Linked DNA regions of Mus musculus: region 2 is linked to region 1. The links are chromatin contacts, called in public Micro-C maps. All regions are on one chromosome and are shown on one strand. The core of a region is the stretch at or near the end of the contact, and the rest is flanking DNA. Distances in the headings are between cores, read along the strand shown. Region 1 overlaps Gm12610 (predicted gene 12610). Region 2 has its middle 160 kb from the start of Dmrta1.

Region 1 (3,361 bases), core at 296-2,795:
GATAAGCAAAACCATAGTTAAATGTTAAAGATACAGGTCCATTATCTTCACTGTGGTCAGAATGGACACTTTCTATATGCCACGTAAAGAATAAGATGCATTATTGACTTAGGGGCCTCACGACTTTATGAAGTAAGCACGATTATTATACCATATTCAATGAGGGAGCTGAAGCACAGAAATGTTGGGTAACTTTCCAAATGTCACGGGGGGTGGGGTGGGGTGGGGAAGGTGGAAAGGTGCTGGGATAAGAATTCTCACTATCCCAGTGGCTACACTCCAATGCTGGCACGTCCTCAGGTTTCTCTGATTGCCTCTGGAAGGCAGCCATAGTCTCGGTAAGTGCCAATAAGTGACAATTGTTTAAACAAATCATTTTCATGAATTCCCTGACCCATTTAAGCAGTTCTATATTAATCAGCTGCTGTGATGAAAATAGGCACAGGACTGGTGGCCATACTGGTTAATTTCAAGGACAGTTGCTTGCTGCTGGGTCACAGACCACACAGGTGGAACTGCTATGTCCTAGGATGCCTGGATTTAGGGGATCAAGTTTCACTGTTCTGATACAAGGGTCTGACTGTGACGTGTGTAGCTATTAAGAAGGAAAGGTGGAGAAACAGCCTAAGCAAGGACTTGTACCAATTTATTTCAGGGGCACAAATCCACCCTCTTAAAACCTTGAAGTTCTTTCTTCCCCCCACCACCCCCCCACCCCAGCATTCCTCCTCTGCAAGTCAGAGACTGATAAGGAATGAGAACAGAAAGGCACGAGCCTTACTGTCTCAAGTGGCTTATTGGCATCTCTGAAATTTTCACACAGGGTGGCACCCGTTGGAATGGTTTATACCCTTCAGAGCAATAAAAAAAAATTGTATCCCTCCTCCCTACTCGGTGAGGCAGGAAACATACTAAAAATATCTTAAAAGAAATCTCCTTTGCTCACTGTCTCTCTCTGTCTTTGACTCTCTGCCTTTGTCTCTCTCTGTTCCCCTCTCTCTGTTTCTATTTCTCGCTGTGTGTCTCTGTGTCTCTGTGTATCTCTGTCTCCTGTCCCCTTATCTCTTTACTTCCTCTCTGCTCAACCTTCTCCCCTCCCCTCTCAAGCACATAAGGTGTGACCCATTACTGGAGCCCGTAAGATACGAGTACAAGATTGGACTGGAAGATAAAATGGGAAAGGCTGTTGATAAGGGACCTGAGGATCCCAGCTGGGGTGCTAACCCCGCAGTGAAAGACATCTGCCACGGAGACACAACCCTGAGAGTGAACCATTGCTCTTCCATCATCTTGGGCAAAGCTCCTTGGGGATTACGGTTCTGGTGACCTGTTACAAGCCTCAGGATGGCCAGGAGGAATAGATGAGATCACACCCAGCAGACCATCTGTCAAGGCTCAAAAAAAAAAAAAGCAGTATATTCTCTAAGTTTGCTCTTGCCTCATACAAACCAGAAGCTGCCCTTGATCTTTGGACCTCTTCCCAGGCCCAGGAGAGGTAAAACTCTGATATTGCTTTGGGTGTGGCCCCAGCCAGCCTTGTTAATAAACATTCCTTCCTGTTTCTCCACAACGACAGAGGAGGAGGGAAGCAAGGTCCGAGGACAACAGCAGAGGTCATGCCAGGCGCAGAAGCAACCTGAGCTAGAGCTGAGTCACTCCCTGGTTTTTGTTGTTGTTGTTGTTTTGTTTTGCTTTTTCCTATTTGTGTGGTTCATTCTCTGAGACCAATCACCCTGAGATTAGAGATGCTATGAACTGTAACCTGCCTCTTCCTGTAACTTGCAAATGGGTGAGCAATTTCCATTTTTGTCTTCCCTGTTTTACTTTTCTCATAGCACCAAGAACTTAGTCTTCATTTTCCAGGTGAAGTCTCCCACCCCATTTTTAATTCCCACATCAAAGGAACACTGTACTGGTATACTTAACTTTGTGTCTACTTAAATGCCATTTTAACGGGCTGTTCAAACTCTGTGACTACTTCCCTAGGTTTTAGACTAAAGTGGACTACATTATAAATGAGCAGAATGTCATAATATATAACACCAGTGAAGCCTGAGCTCTATATGTGCTTGGCATGCATGAGGTTCAACTTCCAACATACAAAAACCAAATTTAGTCCTCACTGGCAACTGAAAGCCTGCCTCACTATGTGCGCTCCCACCACTGCCTCTCAGAAGTGCTTCGATTACCCACAGTCCTTTGCCAGATGAGACCAGAGTCCTGCGCGCCTGGCTCTTCCTCTCACTGGATCCTATGCCAAAGATGTAAAATTTGGTGTGGATGTTCGAGCCTTAACGCTTCAGAATGTAGACCTGTTAGCAGATGTGCTAGCTGTTACAATGGGGCCAAAGGGAAGAACAGTGATTATTGGACAGAGTTGGGGAAGTCTCAAAGTCACCAAGGATGGAGGTCACTGTTGCAAAGTCAACTGATTAACAGGAGAAATACAAAAGCATGAGAGCTAAATGTTGCCAATAACACAAAGGAAGAGGCTGGGGATGGCACCACCACTGCCACTGTTCTAGCATGTTCTACTGCCAAGAAGGCCTTTGAAAGGATCAGCAAAAAGGCTAATCCAGTGGAGACCCAGAGAGGTGTGATGGTGGCTGTCGATGCTGTAATTGCTAAGCTTAAAAGAACAATCTAAACCTGGGACAACCCCTGAAGGAATTGGTCAGGTTCCTTCCATTTCTGCAAATGGAGACAAGCATTGGCAACATCATTTCTGATGCAATGACAAAGGCTGGAAGAAAGGGTGTCGTCACAGGGAAGGATGGAAAAAAATCCCTGGATGATGAATTAGAAGTTACTGAAATGAAACTTGATAGAGGATATATTTACCCATATTTTATTAATATATCAAAAGGTCAAAATTGTAAATTCCAAAGATGCCTATGTTCTGTTGAGTGAAAAGAAAATTTCTAGTCTCCAGGTTACATTGTGCCTGCTCTTAAAACTGCCAATGCTCATTGGAAGCCTTTGGTCATCATTGTTGAAGACGATGATGGAGAAGCTCTAAGCACGATGGTTTTGAACATGGTAAAAGTTGGTCTTCAGGTTGTAGCAGTCAGAGCTCCGGGGTTTGGGGACAATAGAAAGAATCAGCTTAAAATATGTGGCTATTGCTACTGGTGGTTTGGCTTTTGGGGAAGAGGGAGTGAATAAATCTTGAAGATGTTCAAGCTCATGATGTAGGAAAAGTTGGATAGGTCATTGTTAACAAAGATGGCACCCTGATTTTGAAAGGAAAAGGTGACAACACTCAAATTGAAAAACGTATTCAAGAAATCACTGAGCAGCTAGGCATCACAACTAGTGAATATGAAAAGGAAAAGCTGAACGAGTAACTTGCTAAACTTGC
Region 2 (3,268 bases), core at 313-2,812, 80 kb before region 1:
AGATACATTCTGTACATACATAAGCTTGTCAAGGGAAAAAAATATGGTTTAAAGATGCAGAGATCCACAGCAAAGCATTACAAGGGACTCAGTGAATCCAAAGGAAAAAGAAGAAGAGGAAAGATTGTAGGAGCCAGAAAGGTCAAGGACACCACCAGAAAACCCACAGAATCAACAAATGAACTCCTAAGGGCTCACTGAGACTGAAGCGGCAGTCAGGGAGCCTGCGTGGGTCTAACCTCTGCATATATGATAGTTATGTAACTTAGTGTTCTTGTAGAACTCCTAACAGAGGAAGTTGGGGCTGTTTCTGAAGCTCTTGCCTGCCTTTGAGACCCTTGTCCTTCGACTGGTTCACCTTGTCCACCCTTAATAGGAGGAGAGGTAGGTACCTAGCCTTACTGAAACTTGATATGCCACGGTTAATTGCTATCCCAGAGAGCCCGTCCATTTTCTGAAGGGAAACTGAGTAGTAGTGGTTGGGGAGGGAGGAGAGACTGGGAAGAGAGAAGAGAGGGAAAATACTGTGGTTGGGATATGAAAGAATAAATTGATTTAAAAAAATAAATAAAAGTATTGTTTAAGAAAATTACATTCTAGATTACATAAAGTGAATTTTAAACGAAATGAATTAACCTTAAATTTTATTTATTTTTACACGAATTGCATCACACTAAATTTTCTCTTATTTGAAAGAGCCGGCATAAAGAGTTACCAACTCAAACCAGGGGTTAGAAAACTATAACCTGGGCTGGTGAGATGGCTCAGTGGGTAAGAGCACCTGACTGCTCTTCCAAAGGTCAGAAGTTCAAATCCCAGCAACCACATGGTGGCTCACAACCATCTTTAACGAGATCTGACTGGAGTGTCTGAGGACAGCTACAGTGTACTTACATATAATAAATAAATAAATAAATCTTTTAAAAAATGTTAAAAAAAAAAAAGAAAAAGAAAAGAAAACTACAGCCTATGGTTAAATCTTGGGCTCAGCCTATTTTTGAAAATCGATTTTTACTGGAAGGTGGAAAATATGAAAACCTCTCAAAAATGATAACTTGTATTCTCCATTAGCTGAATTTTCAGCAATGGACAACTATTGTTTATACATTTATTTTAGAGACATTTATTACTAACACCTTGTAGTCCCAGAAAACAATAAGAGCAATGTACAGCGTAGTCAATCATTATAAAGCAGGGGGGAAAAAAGACTCTTTCTATTACCATAGAGTTCTTATGTCTGAGTCTCTCTCAAAATGACTCTCAGCTTATCAGTTTAGTTGACCCAGTTGTGGCCACTCTGCAGCCCTTAGAGCTTTCCTTGTGTGGCACAGTGTGTTCCTTACAAGGAATTAAGCCGAGAGAATTCGGTCTAACGGCAGTAAAAGGCAGAAGTGAGAATTTAGCTGACTCTACCACCACGCCGTTTTATCTTGAAGCTTCTGGGAAACTTTAGTTGCTTTGTGAAGGTGTTGTGGAAAAAGAGACAAGTTGCCTCCGGGGTTGCTAACTTCGCCGATTTTCTTTCCGTTTGAAGAACACAACCAACAAACCGCCACTAGGTGTCCTCAACACCAAACTAATCCTCACTTCGGCACTTTCAGAGGCGAACTCGCAGGGACACGGGACTCAGGAGTTCCCCCCGAGGGACAGATCAAAACCCCGTGCACTCAGCACGGCTCTCTGAGTGAAAAGAAGTTCCCGGCAACAGCATCCGAAACTTCGGATCTCAGCTTTTAGTACGGAAAGGCCGGATGGTGGGGTGGAGACCCTCCTACGCTGAACGGGAACAAGAGAGGCCAATTTGAAGCCGCCCTGCCTCGCAGCAACTTCAAATGCGCAGAGAATATGCATTGGGTTCTAACTGCTTTTGTTTTTTGTTTTTAATTTATTTTTTATTATGCTTTTGTTTTCTTTACGGCGTTTGCAAATAAGAAGCCATTGTTCGGCTAAGCCTGTTCATTCGTTTTTTCACGAGAAGACAGTAATATTACTGAGTCCGCAGTCAGAGTCGCCAACTCCATCCCGATTCTCATCCATCCGGACGCTCCTCTGCTTGTCTTTTCCAGTTCTCCCCTCCCTCGCCCCCCATCTTTCCCTCCTCTATTTCTTCTCAACGGTATCTAAATCTACCACCTTTACACACATAGTGCGCTTTCCTGGTTAAAATATGAATATTTACATATTCAGTGGAAATAGGATTTCTTGACTTTGAAAAGTCAATAAAAGGGGAAAGAAAAGGAAGAGGTGCTAGAGATGGCTCAGTTGTTGCGTGCTTACTGCTCTGCAGAGGATCCGGGTCCTGTTTCCAGCACCCACATGGCAGATCACCACTACCTGTAACTCTACTTCCAGGAGAACAAAGGACCTCATCTGTCCTCCATGGGCTCTTGAACATATGCATACACTCAGGCACGTATACATAAAATAACTAAATATTTAAAAATGAATAGGAGGAGGAAAGGGGTGGGGGTGAGAAAGCAAGCAGGTAACTGCCCAAATCGACCCAAAAGTTATGGACCATAAGGTCACATGGTGGGAACCGGTGGGAACCGGGAGCTGCAGAAGGCATTTCCCTTCATCTTTCCTGCCTCCACTCCGGATTCTTTATCATGTTCCAGGAATTTCTAATCTCACCACAGCCAGATGACTCACAGCGGCTGACTGGCTGTCTAGGCTTCTACCTAACACCTGTAAAGATAAACCCTGGTTAAAACAGCACTCATTGCAGGGTGGCCTTTGCAGATGGCCAGGGGGATTTTCAGAGTTGAGTTCAATTTTTCCCCTCAAAGGCTCACAGACCTTGATCTTAATTTCAGACATATTTGTGTCTGACAGCCAGAGGCTAGCTACACACCAGGAATAACCTCCCATGGACCAGACCTGCTGCTTGGGGAGAGGAACACAGGAGTACAGCAATCCTTATTTGGGACCACAAAGGGTTTTGGTTTGCAAGCTACTCAGACCAACCTTCTTCGTACTCACTTCACTGCCCCAGGCTGCCTTTTAGGGGCGTGTCATTTTCTCTCTGATCAATTGAGAGGTTCTTTCTAACTAACGTCTCTCCATGCGAGGCATACAGAAACAGTGGGCCATACGGTCAGATTCAAAATATAAATGTTAAATAGTGTCCTTCCAGGCAAGTGATAAAGAAAATAATCAAGGAGCCATATTTCTGAAGGCTTATATAGGAATAAATCCTTATATAGAGAGATAAATCATACATAAGCAGATAATTATAGGTCAACTCTTATTTATAAGACAATACTTA

What was found. Hi-C and Micro-C count contacts between places; a contact is called where the count stands out from the background.
Region 2: a contact with region 1 is called in a Micro-C map of the G1E-ER4 cell line, with 6 times the contacts expected there. The contact joins two enhancer-like sites. A contact is called at or near these places in 3 of 15 datasets of contacts at CTCF or cohesin (CD8 T cells and the NIH/3T3 cell line), 22 of 484 Hi-C or Micro-C datasets (the AML12 cell line, the C10 cell line, the G1E-ER4 cell line and 14 more) and 4 of 115 datasets of contacts at active chromatin or transcription factors (CD8 T cells, bone marrow-derived macrophages, neural progenitor cells and 1 more).

Annotation. Positions count from the first base shown.
Region 1 is chr4:89,443,460-89,446,820 of GRCm38.p6, reverse strand. All of the region lies in intron 5 of Gm12610 (predicted gene 12610), which reads right to left. It also overlaps the pseudogene Gm12608. Among named protein-coding and RNA genes, the nearest start is that of Cdkn2b, 130 kb to the right of the region's middle. Within about 2 kb of position 1,545, at least 44 of the 459 cell types and tissues checked have an H3K27ac peak or open chromatin away from gene starts, as enhancers often do. A contact at or near this core is called in the G1E-ER4 cell line and pancreatic cancer cells, where this site is marked.
Region 2 is chr4:89,523,180-89,526,447 of GRCm38.p6, reverse strand. No RefSeq gene overlaps it. Among named protein-coding and RNA genes, the nearest start is that of Dmrta1, 160 kb to the left of the region's middle. Within about 2 kb of position 1,562, at least 93 of the 459 cell types and tissues checked have an H3K27ac peak or open chromatin away from gene starts, as enhancers often do. A contact at or near this core is called in the G1E-ER4 cell line and pancreatic cancer cells, where this site is marked.